2 separate regions of the Mus musculus genome follow, and region 2 is linked to region 1. The links are chromatin contacts, called in public HiChIP or PLAC-seq maps. All regions are on one chromosome and are shown on one strand. Each heading gives the region's core, a stretch centred on a gene start, on an enhancer-like site or on the middle of the called end of the contact. The rest is flanking DNA. Distances are from core to core; before and after follow the strand shown. Region 1 overlaps Runx1 (runt related transcription factor 1). Region 2 has its middle 23 kb from the start of Gm30530.

Region 1 (7,402 bases), core at 1,081-3,580:
CGGCAACTTCAGGTGGGCAGCTCACGTTGGTCAGGTCGCTTTTCACCCTGATCTTGCCCTAGCTTTGTGTTGCGTCTAAAACTTGGCTTTCAGAAGCTATATATAAACAACCTCGGGCGGTTTAAAAAAAAAAAGAATAAGAAGAAGAAGAAGAAAGAAAGAACCACCCTACAACTCTGGCAGGGAGCTGGAGGAATTTAGATTCTCTTCTTTGGTCTTCTCCTGAGGTGGGTTTTAAAAGGTACAGCTGAGAGCAAAAAGACTCTGTCAAGTTGTGTTTTTAAAAGGCTAAGAAGGCGGGACCCGAGCTGAAAAGGGAAGCTGCTCTCCTTTTTCTTTTTTCTTTTTTTCAATTTAGCTGAATAATTGTCTCATTTAGGAGGGAGATTAATTTAATTTAAGCTTTTCGTAGTTCCAGGCCTCAGCTGGATCTTGATCTAATTACAATGAATAGCGCTCACTTTTTGACAAGTGCTGTCCGGTTCCCCTTTTCATGCTAAAAAGACCATCCACATTAAAAAAAAAAATCATAGAAGTAGAATTTGCTGCTGACTCTGTCTGTAGAATTGCCACCTTTACCACTGTTGTGAAAGCAACTTTTTAAAGGGGTAGAGGTGGGGTTGAGAGTCTGAAGGGGAGCCAGGCACTCGGGTTTTCCTTCCCTTCCAAGTATTGGGGAATCCGTCCCAATTCCTTTAGAAAAACAAATTTAGCTGGTGTTGTCTTCTGTTTACCCTGAGAGGGACCTATCTGGGCTCAGCCCTAAGGTCACTTTCAGAGAACAGAGAGAAATCAAACTTATTGTAGTCAAGGAAAGGGCCAGTTAAGGTAGATCTCCCTGCCAGCCTAGCTAAAGGGACTGTGGCTTCCTTGAGGGAAGAAATTGGGTCTTTTCTGAGCTTTGTTGCTGTGGTTGTTGTTGTTGTTATTGTTGTGGTTGTGGTTGTTCTTCTTCGTCTTAGTCTACCAGGGAATCCCAGTTTATCAAGACACTAAATAACTGATTTTTAAAATGGTCTTCAGGAGTTGACGTGGTCCCGTCTTGAGCTACCACATGGAAATGTTTATTTTTCTTTTCAAAAGAATTAAAGACCTTACACATTGCCTTTACAAGCCACGAAAAATAATTTTTTCCTTTTAACAAAAATAATCACTGCCGTAGAGATTCCCCTTTACAAATGATTTTGGAAAGACCTCAGTGTGTTTCCCTGAGTGACAGCCAGGAGCCATGACAAAGGTCACGGTGGACAGGGAAGTTGAAAAATCAGACCTCTGGATTAATATCTGTCACCACCTATGCTGTCCCACAGAGGGACGGCTGCTTCAAGGAGCTCACCAGTCAGTAGATAGAATTTGCGGAGGGAAAGGAGATTTAAAGGCTGGGTTTAAGAGGAAGCTGGACTTGGAAACAGACCATCTTCCTTGCTGTATTTTCTATGGGCCCTGGCCCCTCTGTGTGCCAGCTCCTACCAAACACACAGAAGCAGTTTCTACCAACAGTCTTTACATTTACATGTGAATTAAGATTCCGGAATCTCTTTAGGGGTTAACCCTGCAGGACTTATCCTATTCCCTGCTGCCGCCACCACCCCCAGATAAAAATCGGATGATGTGAAGCCCTGTTCAGATCACTTGTAGAAGAGCATCTCCCGGAACCTTCCGGAATCTTGTTAAGTCCTCCGCTTTAATCTTCAGAATTATCAGGAGACTTACAATCATGAAGTCCCTTGAAAATTGATTAAAATTATGCTAATTAGTCCTCCCATCCTCCACCCCTCTTTCCACCTATAGACTGTTTATCTCAGCATAGAAGAAACACTTAATTTCACTGCCGAGAAACTGGGAAATCTGCTCCATACTACACAATATTTGCAGATACCGTCTACAAAGTTGTCTAGGTGACTTGCAGTAGATTTTATAATACTGTAATAAAAGAATTTGTTTAGCCCCTGGTACACCAGAGCACAAAAATATAAACATACCTTTATCAGGGAAGTTCAAAGACCATGGGTGCTGATGGAATATGCTTTCCAATAAATAAATAAATAAATAAATAAATAAATAAAATTCTGGCCGGAAGACCATGATCCCTAGCTATGTGTTAAATGTCATCTCAGATAAATTCTACGTTCCATTCCACAGCCTCTTTGAAACTCTGGAAGATTAGAGAATTTGCAGTAACTAAGTTGTTGCTTTAATTTCAACCTGTAAAATTGTTGGAAAATGCCAGTTTCAAACTAAGAATAGGCTAGCCAAGAACAGTGCTGGGAAGTCCTCAGAGCAGAGAAGACAGCTGACATTTGGCCCAACTTCCTGATACTTGAAGAACAGAGAAGTTCAACAAAATATGAGCTATCTTGGGCCAGCAAGTCCCTTCTTGTCTGTTTGGTCTGTACTAAATGTAAATGTTTCTCTTGCCTTACCTATTGTTTATAGCTTTTTACTGCAGACACTGCTTTGTATTTCTGTTTGAAGTTTGATTTCTTTTCATTATTTCTATATCATCTCTCAGTGACAAAAATCTATATCAAATTGGAAGACATCTTAGCTTTAAATAAAACAACAACAGTGCTAGTAACCTAGCCTAGGTGTGCTTGTCATTGTTTTAAGTACAGAGTTAAATGTCCCTGGATTTAATTTTGTCTCCTTCCCTTCTCCATCAAAACTCTTTGGAGATAAATCAAAAAGCCCAAGAAGTAGTAACCGAGCCACTGGATGCCCCCTTCCTGCTTCCTTTAGAAATGGGGGTGATGCAATTTAAACTCCTAATTTTTAGACTTTTGAATTCCAACATCAACAAGCTTTTCTTGGCCACCATGGTCCTCTTGTGCTGTAGACGAGGGGGCCTCATGGGTTTGACCTCTTGGTAATGAGGGATCCCTGGAACAACCATGGTAAACTGAGGCACGGTGGGGCACAGTGGGAATTCATGACTTGGCGTGCCTTTGGGCGCTCTGGAACAGGATTTATTCATTTTGGCCTCTTAGGAGATATGGGCCCCAACAGTCAGGCATTCAGACTGGAAGCCCGGATGTCGATTCAGTGCCCTCGGAGCCCAGTGGGTGTTGAGATGAACTGGAAAGGCCTAGGTCTCCACAGGGAGATGAAGGCAAGGAAGTGAAGCATTTTCACAGAGGGTATCTCATCCTTGTGAGCAAACTGTGCAGAGGGAAATGAAAACATTGATGAGAGAGATGGGGGGAAAAATAGACAGAAAACAGAATTTACAGGAGTAACATTTTGTAGGAATAGAAAGAAAAGATAATAATGATCAATTAACCGAGCAGGGGAATTTATTTCAATGATGTTCTTTGAAACAAAAGAGTTGTCTTATTACCACTCCTAATTAAAGGCATCAAACATTTGTGGTGGGATAGAAACATCTAATTACATATTGCTTGGAGAATAAGCGTTTTTAAAATCTCCTTTGTAGAAAACACGTCCAACAGTTGACATGAAAGGGTTAAAAGCAGAGGCAAGGGGCCGCAGGGTCCTTGTTTCACAAAGCAAGTGAGTGAAAACAGATAAAAATTAAAGAGATAGCAAGATACATACCCAGTCCTAGAGAGCAGAGTGTCCTAGTGATGTCCTAGGGGTCCCCTCTGTCCATTTCTCAGGGTAGCTGGGGCAATTTCCTGACATAGGTTCTTTAGAACGCAGGAGATAGAGCAGCCACAATGAATAAAATCGCCCAGATAGCCATCTGCAGGACATCGAACAGCGGGAAGGAGACATGACTAAGCACCCAGTAAGAATGGCGAGCAGAGAGACCAGACCTTGATACCAGATTAGCAGATCTGCGGCGGGGTTATTTCATACAGAATGAGAAATATCCCTCTGATAGATTGTGAAGCAGCCAGTGTACAAAAACTGAGAAAAACAAAGTGGCAGTAGAAGAAGAGATGTTTCTGCTGCCATCCCGGGAAAACCTGCCCGAGGATGACCACACAACTGAGATAAATAACAGACATCTCACCGAAGACTGACAGCATGTGTCTGGAATGGTTGGAACAAACTGAACTCTCGGGGCATGGCGATTTGAAATCCTGTGGTCGCTTTGAATATGGAACAAGGCAAACATAACCGATATCAAGTCAAAACTGGAAACTTTAGCTGAAGTCAAAGAACGGCAGGCTTGGTGGTGCACACCTGTAAATCCTGACCTCGAAGGCTAAGAGGACTGGGAGTTCAAGGCCATTCTAGGCTCCATCGTGAAACCATAGCTCTCTAAAACAAAACCAAAAGGACCAAAGAGCAGCCAAGCAGTGGGTAATGTTTTGTGAAGCACTTTCAAGGCTTCAGAGTGTTTTAATCTGAAATTACTACTTTTTTTGGTTTTCTGGATATAAAGTAAGCTCATCTACAAGTTGTCTTTCCAAATATACTAAGCCCTTACCTTTTCAGTGGCAGTAACGGAATCCCCCAGAACACAGTTCATACAGATGCCAGACAGCAGTCTGGTTCTACCTTTGATTTGAGGAGAATGACCACACTGGAGCACCCGTAGTCACTGAGGTCATCCCGCTTGTAATTAATAATAAAGAAGTGGCCCGTGTCTAGTTTTTCTCCTTGGGTGCAAGAGTTTGCTGCTGGTGAGTGTCCAAGAGCGGCAGGAAGAGGTGCCAGAGATTAGCTGCAGACAGACAGTTTAAGTATTTCCGGGTCATCCTTGGAAGCTGCACACTGGGTGGCACACACACCTCTAACCCCAGCACTAGCAGAGAAGAGAGGAAGATCGGGGGTTCAAGATCACTCAAGGGTTCAAGATACAGTGAGGCGGGGGCCAGCCTGGGCTATCTGAGACCCTGCCTCAAACAACAACAACAACAACCAGTAACAAATTTAGAGCAGAACTAAATTTAAATACTTTCATCCAGGTTTCCTTAGGTGCACCAAGAAGGGGCCAAGCAAGTAAAAGGTGGGGCCAGAGAGATGGCTCAGTGGTTACCAACATGATTCATGATACAGAGAATGGGTCTGATTCCTAGAACCTATGTCAGGTGGCTCACATCTGCCTACAACTCCAGTCCCAGGGTAATTTGCTCCTCTGGCCTTCATGGCCTGCTCTCAAGAAAATGCCCACCCACATACACTTAATTCAAAATGCCAAGATAAATCTTTTTTTGAAGTGGATTAGATCACAAATCTACAAACACAAGACTTTCTGTCTTTCGAATATGAGGTCTTAAGAGATAACTGTACCAATGAGAAACAGTAGTAGCTTTTCAGAATTCCTGTCCCCGCTTGTCTTGTTCCCACTGTGTCCTGTGACCTTCTGTGGCTTTTCTCCTTTAATCTCTGTGTCTTCCTTATTTGAAAATCCACACCTGTCTCTGCATCGCAGGACTCACAGCAAGCTGTTTCTGTCACGATGATCAAATGATGACGGACGGCTCTTCTATAAACTAGAAAGTGTCACCATTAAGCATTAAGTTTAACATCAGCGCAATTGCCAGACAAATGACACAGCCAGGTGCCTGTGACAGCACTGATGTCTGCATTTGTCCCTTGGTTGACGTCTAGGTGGTGGCACTGGGGGACGTCCCGGATGGCACTCTGGTCACCGTCATGGCAGGCAACGATGAAAACTACTCGGCAGAACTGAGAAATGCTACCGCGGCCATGAAGAACCAGGTAGCGAGATTCAACGACCTCAGGTTTGTCGGGCGGAGCGGTAGAGGTGCGTATCTGTCACGGATGGGTGTGAAATTCGAACCCGGGTTTTCCAAATAGTAGCCGTTTCTTATTATTGATGCAGCATAATGATATTTATTTAAGGTAATGTTTATTTGATACCTAACAACTGGATATTATCACGTTTTGATGACTAAATTGGCTTACAACTGACTTGGAACGCACAGCGTGTGATGGACTTGGAACGCACAGTGTGTGATGCGTGAATTGTGAAGTTCAATAAAACATTCCACCGTTTTCCTAAACTGAGATAAGTGAGCGAACCACCCCAGAATGAGGACTGAGATTGTATAATGGGTGGTCACTATGGGATAATCAAAGCCATGAGCCTTTATCATATGGTACTTACGCTCCCTCGAACATGCGACAGGGTTTCAGTTGGTCACATCAATAATTTTGGGGGAACCCTTATTGATATAGTTTTAAGTAAGCTTATATTCCTAGGATTAAAAAAAATGGACTCTTACTGGTACATCTGAGAGCAGTGTGACCTTCACTATGCATTCTTTGTGTATGGTTTGGTGGGAGAAGCCAGGCTCACTTAACATTTAGATACTGCTCATGTGAGAGACCAAATTATTTCCTTAGCCCAGCTGGACATGCAGTTATTATGCCTCACCTTTAACCAGTTATTAAACTATTGGAGTAGAAAGAGGACCTGCTCTCACTGTAGGCTTGTCTGCTTTCCAGTTATCTTCCGAGGTATGTGTTCTCTCTTCATTTCAAGGAGCTACGGCACATTTTACAAACATCAGCAGGCCGTGTGAGAGTCTAGGAGCAAGGTCTTCGCTTAAACCCTCACCTTTGTAATGTAGAATTGAACGATCTTAGCCGTAAATGATATCTCTAGCTTAATCAAAGCGGAATGACATATATCTAAGTCATACGATCAGTTCTCAGAGAGGGGAAGACACAGGGAGGGGCTAGTCGTGTCCATCGCTCAGTGGTAGAGCCTTCCGTGTGAAAGGCCTTTAGTTTGATCCCCAGCACCAAGCAAGCAAAACAAAGCAGGTAGACTGGCAACAGACAAGAAATGTCAAGCAAAGGGATTGTTACTACTGATTCTGAAGGCGTTCAGAACAGTGGAAATTCCGTGTTCATAGTGGGAAAGAGGAGAGAGTTGAGAGTGTGAGCCTGGACTTCTGTGTTTGCTCCCCTACCCCTGCCCCCAGATGCCCAGGGCATTTTCAGAATGATGTCACAGCTGGAGAAAAAAATGTAGAGAACATATAATGTTATTGAAAATATGTGTTCGCGCTACTGTGCTAATAATAGGGTGATTGAAAGAAGAGTCTACCCACTTATCGAAGGCCTGGGAGAGCCTGCGCCCTTAAGTGGATCCACTTGGAATATTGAAAGTCTGCCTTTCAGCAAATGGAATTCGCATTACGGTTCAGAGGCATGTGTTTAGAAAATATCAGGGAGGTTTCAGATGAGTCGCTGGCCGAGCGGGTGGGAAGCCAAGAAGAAAGGAAGACCCCAACAGCCAGGCCCACGCCCACCTGCCTAGCAATAAGCTTAGTTCGTAGGATCTAGCTGGGTTGCCAGAGAACATGTCCCCATACTCCTAGGCGTCTAAGTGGGTCTTTTTGTCATGTTTGGCTATGGAAGTTTCGAAGACTATTTAATGGACTATTCCAGTGACATTTTCCCGTAGGGAGTTGCATGGTGGCTTTGTGACGACCGTGGCAGCCAGTTGATGATGATC
Region 2 (6,912 bases), core at 3,894-6,393, 520 kb before region 1:
ATAAGACATCCACCCCTCCTGCTCTTAGACTATGAGACATCCACCCCCGCCCGCACTCTTGGATGATGAGACATCAGCTCCTCTTGCCCTTGGTCTATGAAACGTCCATCATTCTTGCCCTTGGTCTATGAGAAATCAGTCCCTCCTGCCCCTGGACTCTAGGACATCCATTCCTTATTGACTTTAGATCTTAAAGTCCTTAGGTCTCTATCCTGTGGATTGAACAAGTTATGTAGCAGTTTTCCTGGCATTCCACTTGTTTAAGGCAAACTGAGGGACTGGTCAGTCTCTGCAGCTGCATGAGCCAACCTCCTTGTTCAATCATCTTGTAAAAATGAATGTCTCCCACTGGCTCTTCCTCTCTGCAACCATACTGCAACAGGGGAAATGGAGGGTCTCCTCTGGGAGGCTTCTCTGTTCTTAGACTATCATTTAGGAATACACTGCTTTAAGTCAAATAAATTAAAGCATAAGTTGAGTGTATGTGGATACACTAGTGCATACAGACAAATGTACATAGAGACATAGATATATGTATAAACACATGCACAGACACACACACGTGCACACACACACACAAAGTCTCATTGTTCTTATAATCTATGCAGTGGTATTTCACTGATATAAGACTATTAAATGTTGGCATGTTAAAGAGAAAGAAAGAAAACATTTGCCACGTGAATCTTTCTGGGACAGTCACGGTGGGTAAGCAAGTTTTGTCGTTTGCAGCACACGCTGATAAAGGCGTATCCAATCAACCTCAAGCCGCTGATAAAACTGGCTCTTTAGCTCTGATAACCTACGCAATCTATGGCACAATATTGCACACTCATAGGACAGATACCACAAGTAGTCATGCCATGATATAAAGCATCGCTTCCAGAATAAGTAAAAGCAGCCAGTTACATGGTGTATCTTACTTAAATCAGCCAGCTTCATAAATCCTCACACGCACAGACTGCATGCACAAACGCTGAGTGGGTAAATCTATCAGACAGATAATCTAAAAGTTTTCTCTAGCACTTGTACAAAGCTCCTTACAAGTAATCCACTATCGGTGTGCCAAAGTTTTACTGCAGTGTTTTCCAGTTAAGCTACTGTCATGGTCAAATCCCATGCAAAGATTGTCACGTACCCAACCAATCTTAAAAGAGCTGATATCCCCCAACCCCCCAAAAGGGACAAAGGCAGTTTCAGAAGGAAGTAAATGTTTGATGCTAGCCCTTGCGAGGGTCTCATTCACAACCAGACACTCTCATATTGAATTGGGACTTTAGCAAGGTGGTTCAGGAAGAAAGATGTCTAAATGGCTCTGTGGCAGGCACAGCGGTGGAGAAGGGCAGAGATGTGGTCAGGCCATGTAAAACACGGTAAGGAATATAGTCAGTCCACGAAAATATAGATAATGCCTCTTTTTCTTAACAGAAGAAAACAATCGACAGATCAATAATCTTTCCATAAAGAGTCATAGTCAGACTGCATGGTGGACTGCCTTCTTCCTGGGTCATTTCTGGCTTCACTGGGAACACCGAGCTGAGAGCCAGCAGTTTTACCAGTACCGATTAGAATCATGAGCCGTGAGGCCTTTGCAAGAAGACTCTTGCAATCGGAAGCTCTGAGATATGGCTTCCCTAGGCTACACAGAAGTGTATTAAAAAGTGTTGTCCTATTGACAACATTAAGTCAAGATTCTCCCTGATGGTGTCACTAAGCACCAAGCTGTCCTGGCGCCAATGTTGCCGAACTGTCTCATTTCCAAAGTGCTAACAGAGTGGTAAGTGCAGGGTCTTATTTTGAAAACACAGAGTCTGATCACGTCTATAGCTGTTTAGATGGAAAGCGGAGACAGCTAAACAACTTGTTTACAAAGAGAGACACAGCTAGGTTTTCTCGTGCCTCTCTCTGACCGCAAAGGCAGTTCTTCCTGGCAATCAATTAGCCTGGGTGGGGAGACAGCGCTCCTTGGGTATGTAATTTCCCATGTGGAATGGTCCAGGAGGAAAGCTGAGCAGTCCTGAGGATGCACTTAGAGGGTTGGACTGGGGTTCCTCGGGAATGGCTGTGATATGAGGGGACGCCCCCTATTGGACGAATGAGGACGTACACCAGAATAGAATCGTCCCACCAGGGGTTCTCAAAACCTTGGCTCTCCCAGTCTCCCTTGCTACCCCTATTAGTGATGTATGGTCTTGTGTAGTCCCGTCCGGCTTTAAACTCACTATGTAGCTGAGAATGACCTTAATTAAGCTTCAACCCTCTCATCTCTCTCTCCCAAGTTCCGGGACTGCAAGTGTGCATCTTTACACAGGCTTTCTGCACACAAGGCAACCTGTATATTGAGCTACATTTCCAGCCCAAGCCCCAGTGCTCTGGACCTCCTGGGCTGGGCTGACACTTTTACCCCGTGTGTTGAGCATTCGGTAGAATCTTCCCACCTGGCACCTGCAAGATGCCGCCGGCGGCACCCAACTTCTTTCCAGTTGTAATAACAGTATCTCCAATCATCCTGTTTGGGAGCCATCCCTAGAGAAACGACGTTTCTTCGTTTTCAGATGGAGTATTTCAAGGGTTAATCTCCCCCCCCCCTTTCTAAATGCAGATTGACACTTGGCTATCCTCTCTCCCCTCTCAGCTGAGTGCCGGGGCTATAAGATTACATATTGGCTAATACTCTCATCTCTAACCCGAAGCTTTGAAAGGAAACAGCTTTTATCTTCTCAGTTACAAGGAGGGGAGGGGATGGTTCGGATCTCCATTGCTTTGCCTGCAAATTTTAATCCTTTAATCGCCTTCCCACTGAAGCTGGGGAGCTGGGCTGAGGATCCACCTGCTCTCCCATTCTAGGTCTTAGGTCTGCTGGAATCCTGGGAAAACTCACTTCCTTCCTGACAGCCAAGGCAACCAGGTTTTGGGCAGAGATAACTTCAGGCTTCTGGGGTTGTAGCTAGGAGGAAGCAGGAGATTGGCCCCTCTGTGGTCCTGTCTCCCTCCTGGCTCCAGAGCAGGTGCTAGCTGTATGCCACAGTTAGAATTTTTATTCTGTCCTCGACGGGACCAAATGGCTTCTTTATGTGGTGGGAAGCTTGCCATTTTGCTTCATGTTCTAGCCTCAGTGAAATAAAAGGAAACAAAATTTCAAAACCAACAATAACAGTATTTCTTTTTGCAGACTCAACGATGGAGCAAAGCTAGCTAATCTTGTATTTTACACGCATTCGCTAAGAGGGGATCTGCCTTTGGCTTTCTTCAGAGTCGGAGGAGAAGGAGGTCCCGACCCCTGTGTTGTGACATCTAAGATTTGTGAGGGTCCAGTTTCCAAGGCTGTTCTTATCTGGGGGACACGACTGTGGGAATCTACCCCTCTCACTGTTAACATTAGGTTGTAAATTATCTGGCTCCAGTATTCTCTAATTGTTTCTCTGGGAAACAGTCCCACTGCATCTTGCCCTTCAGAGGATGTGTGAAAACACGTGTCTGTCTGCCCAGTGCGGGCATTTCGCATGCGACTCCCAACAAGCATTCCATTTGGTCGGAGGTGCTTCTCCATGTGGAACCTGCCACACAGAGCTCCATTTTCACTCAGAGGAGGATGAGAGAGGGTTTGTTTTGAGCCAACTTTGAGTGACATGGCCTGGGGATACAGATTCAGGCTGCCTCAAGAGATGTTCAGTGTCACATTTGAAACCGCTAGTCATAAAGCCAAAGAGGAAGGTGAGGGTTGTACATTTTCAGGTTCATATTTTACTAGAAATTGCACAGAAAGACACAGTGAGAAATTATGTGTGTGTGCATGTGTGTGTGCGTGTATGTGTGTGTGTGCGTGCGTGTGTGTGTGTGTGTGTGTGTGTGTGTGTGTGTGTATAGTGGTTTTTCAAGACAGGGTTTCTCTGTATAGCCCTGGCTGTCCTGGAACTCACTCTGTAGACCAGGCTGACATTGAACTCAGAAATCTACCTGCCTCTGCCTCCCAAGTGCTGGGATTAAAGGCGTGTATCACCAACTGCCCGTCTGAGAAATATATTTTTACCATGGTTTTCTTTAAATAATTTTAATTGTCTATCACTACCACTCTCCAAATCAGGAGCATTTCCTCCCACTGGTAGTTCATATAATTTCTGTTTATTCAGAAGTCTTCTTGGGCTAGCAACATATCTCAGTGGGAGAGTGCTTAAGCCCATACAGAAAGACCTGGGTTCCCTCTCCAGCACTGGATAAACCAGATGTGGTGGTGCAAAGCCTGTAATCACAGCACTCAGGGTGCAGGCAGGGGATTCAGAGGTGCAAGGTGAGCCTCCAGCTATATAAGGAGTTTTAGGCTAGCCTGGGGTACCTGAGGCTTTGTGTCTGTGATACATGAAGGCCATTGTGTTTTTGTCACACCCTAGATGCTCCAGCTGTCTAGTGGGCTGCTATAGCTCAGTGGTGAAGCCCAGTCCTGGGAGCTGGCCCCTCGCTTTGCTCACGAATGACTTGGGTGATTATAGACTCTGGTTTTCTCATCATAAAACAAGAAAGAGATTATTGGCTAAGACGTGAGCAAGGTACATCGCTTTTAATACCAGATGCACTATATATAGCCTACAAACATTGTTTAAAACAAAAGCCCAAATTCTCCAGTGATGAGAAAAACTACCATAAAAACATTAACACAGAGAGCTTCCCCTTGAAGGCTGTATAAATAATACAAGCTTATTGTAAACAGGGTTTTTGTAGAGTCAGGAAGGACATAGAAGACAGTCTTTATTGCTCCTTCTTTCAGACAATGGGAGTGTAGACTTTCAGCTTCTTCAAATTTGCCTGTGTGCGTGCCTTAAGATTTCTATCGTGAGTCAGAAAGAGGAAGCTGACTGTTAACAAAATGTTTTGTTGGGGGTAAGGGTGAAAGCTTCAAGAAGTTTAAATGTTCCTGAAAGAAGATATGCTCCTAAGCCAGTGGTTCTCAACCTGTGGGTCATGATGCCTTTCGGGGGACGGTTTCAAAGGACCTTATCACAGGATCACCTAAGACCATACAAAAACACAGGTATCTACATTTCAATATAGAACAATAGCAAAATTACAGTTATGAAGTAGCAACACACACAATTTTACGGTTGGGGTCACCACAGCATGAGGAAGTCTATTAAGTGTCTCAGCGTTAGGAAGGTTGGGGAGCACTGAAGACTGACTTGTGTATTGTGTGCTGAGGCCTAGCCTGCCCACAGCCTCTCTCTCTGTCACCAGTGAAGCTCCAAAATTTGCTGTTGTCTGCTCTTCAGGCATCTCACGAGAGATGGGGAGAGAGAGGCTCATGGAGCTGTATGCCCTGTGGAACACAGAGCCTACGCTTAGATTGCTCTGGAAAAGGAGGTGGACTCTACCTGACCGTGTAACACAAAGCAAGCTCCCTTGGCGGCTTCTTCATGGCCATGGGACCTGTGGACATTCTCAGTGCTCCTCCTACTGGGACTCTCCTCTGACTCACAGACCCAATGGAGAATGTTCAGGACGGTGAGGCCCATGGCCTTCCTGACCTTCAGAGCACTGTGCCACCAATCCACAGAGTCTTGCTTTCTGGGGTTTCCTACAAGGACACGAGGTTGGCCTTACAGCCCCACGGTGGCCGAATCCCCGTGGCCTGGAATAGGGCTACTGGATGTTGCCTTGGGCAGAGCTCAGCATCTTTTGCTCTCTTGGAGGATTTGAACTCGTTGGTAGTTGGATGTGTCTTATTAAAATCCCTGGTCATGAGGGATTAGGGATATGGTTTCACGTGGCTCGTGAGCTCTATTTTACCTGGGGAATTCATTCCTTTTGTTTTGTTGATTTTTTTTCCTCTCTGCATTTTTGGCTATACTGAGGTAATACTGGGAGCACCGAGGTTGCTTACATGTGGAAGGCAAGGCCAGTGTGTAACTATGTGATCTATGCTAGTGATGTGCTTGCCCTGCGATGAGAAGGAAGTGGGGACAGACAGGTTTTGAAATTTCCTTTGAGGTTGCGTGTAGATTATCTAGGGAATGAATTTGTTTCCCAAGTTTGCACCAATCCAAAAAACCTGGAAAAAGCACATAGTTCCACGTTGGGGGTGGAGGGGATGCACAGATAACGTAATGAGAGAGCTTGGAGCTACTTTGCCCAAGGGAACAACAAAGTCATGGAGAAGCCTGAGCTAGGCTAGTTCAAGGACAGCCTGGAGACATACAGAGGTCAGCAAAGGGTCATGGGTCCACAGAGCCAGGCTAATGGTTCATGTTCTCCTTGATGCAGGGGGAAGGGACTGCTGGTTTGAGGTCTCATCAATGTATCAGAATCCCTGCAGGCAGGCCCAAGGTTTTGATATTGCTACAGTGCGATTTTGTCATCTACAAAGTTCACACTGAGAACCTCAAGTTACAAAAAAAAAAGTCACACACAAAAAGTATCATAATACTTAAGCTTACTGTTTTCCTTAGGCTACATACAGAGCTATCCTAGGCTACATACAGAGCTATCCTAGGCTACATACAGAGCTATCCTAGGCTACATACAGTCATGGCAGCATCCTAGTCTATACACAGCTAACTTTGCTCAAGTGAACAACAGAGTCTAGGCAGTGTTCTAGGCTACATACAGCCAATGGCATGCAGGCTATAATACCTGGCAGGTATCGGAGTATTGCATCTTTATATTAATCTTTACAAGGATGGTCCCCAGCAGGAGGACCCTGCTCTGCAGAGGAAGAAGCTGGTGCTCCAAGGCAGACTCATTTCCTGGCTATCAAGGAATGTAGGTTGGAAATAAGGCTGAGCACGCCCTCTGACTATGATTGTCTGGAGCCAAGGAGATGCATCAGTGGGGGAAGTGGTCACCGGCAACCTTGAAGAACTGAGTTTGTCTTCCTGGATCCTGCATGAAAAGCTAGATAAGATAGCGGGTGCTCGTGTGTGTGTG

The links. HiChIP or PLAC-seq counts read pairs in DNA pulled down with a chosen protein or histone mark.
Region 2: an H3K4me3 HiChIP or PLAC-seq map of bone marrow-derived macrophages shows a contact between it and region 1, with 4 times the contacts expected there. The contact joins two enhancer-like sites. A contact is called at or near these places in 2 of 15 datasets of contacts at CTCF or cohesin (large pre-B cells and pro-B cells), 10 of 484 Hi-C or Micro-C datasets (ECoMG-derived neutrophils, the G1E-ER4 cell line, brown adipocytes and 6 more), 17 of 115 datasets of contacts at active chromatin or transcription factors (the 230-238 cell line, the NIH/3T3 cell line, the SCID.adh cell line and 12 more) and 3 of 9 other capture datasets (adipose tissue, embryonic stem cells and liver).

Annotation. Positions count from the first base shown.
Region 1 is chr16:92,687,254-92,694,655 of GRCm38.p6, reverse strand. Runx1 (runt related transcription factor 1) reads left to right here. Exons shown (of 8, transcript NM_001111021.2): 4 at 5,524-5,680. Among named protein-coding and RNA genes, the nearest start is that of Gm30281, 71 kb to the left of the region's middle. Within about 2 kb of position 2,330, at least 18 of the 459 cell types and tissues checked have an H3K27ac peak or open chromatin away from gene starts, as enhancers often do. A contact at or near this core is called in the G1E-ER4 cell line and bone marrow-derived macrophages, where this site is marked.
Region 2 is chr16:93,213,767-93,220,678 of GRCm38.p6, reverse strand. No RefSeq gene overlaps it. Among named protein-coding and RNA genes, the nearest start is that of Gm30530, 23 kb to the right of the region's middle. Within about 2 kb of position 5,143, at least 28 of the 459 cell types and tissues checked have an H3K27ac peak or open chromatin away from gene starts, as enhancers often do. A contact at or near this core is called in the G1E-ER4 cell line and bone marrow-derived macrophages, where this site is marked.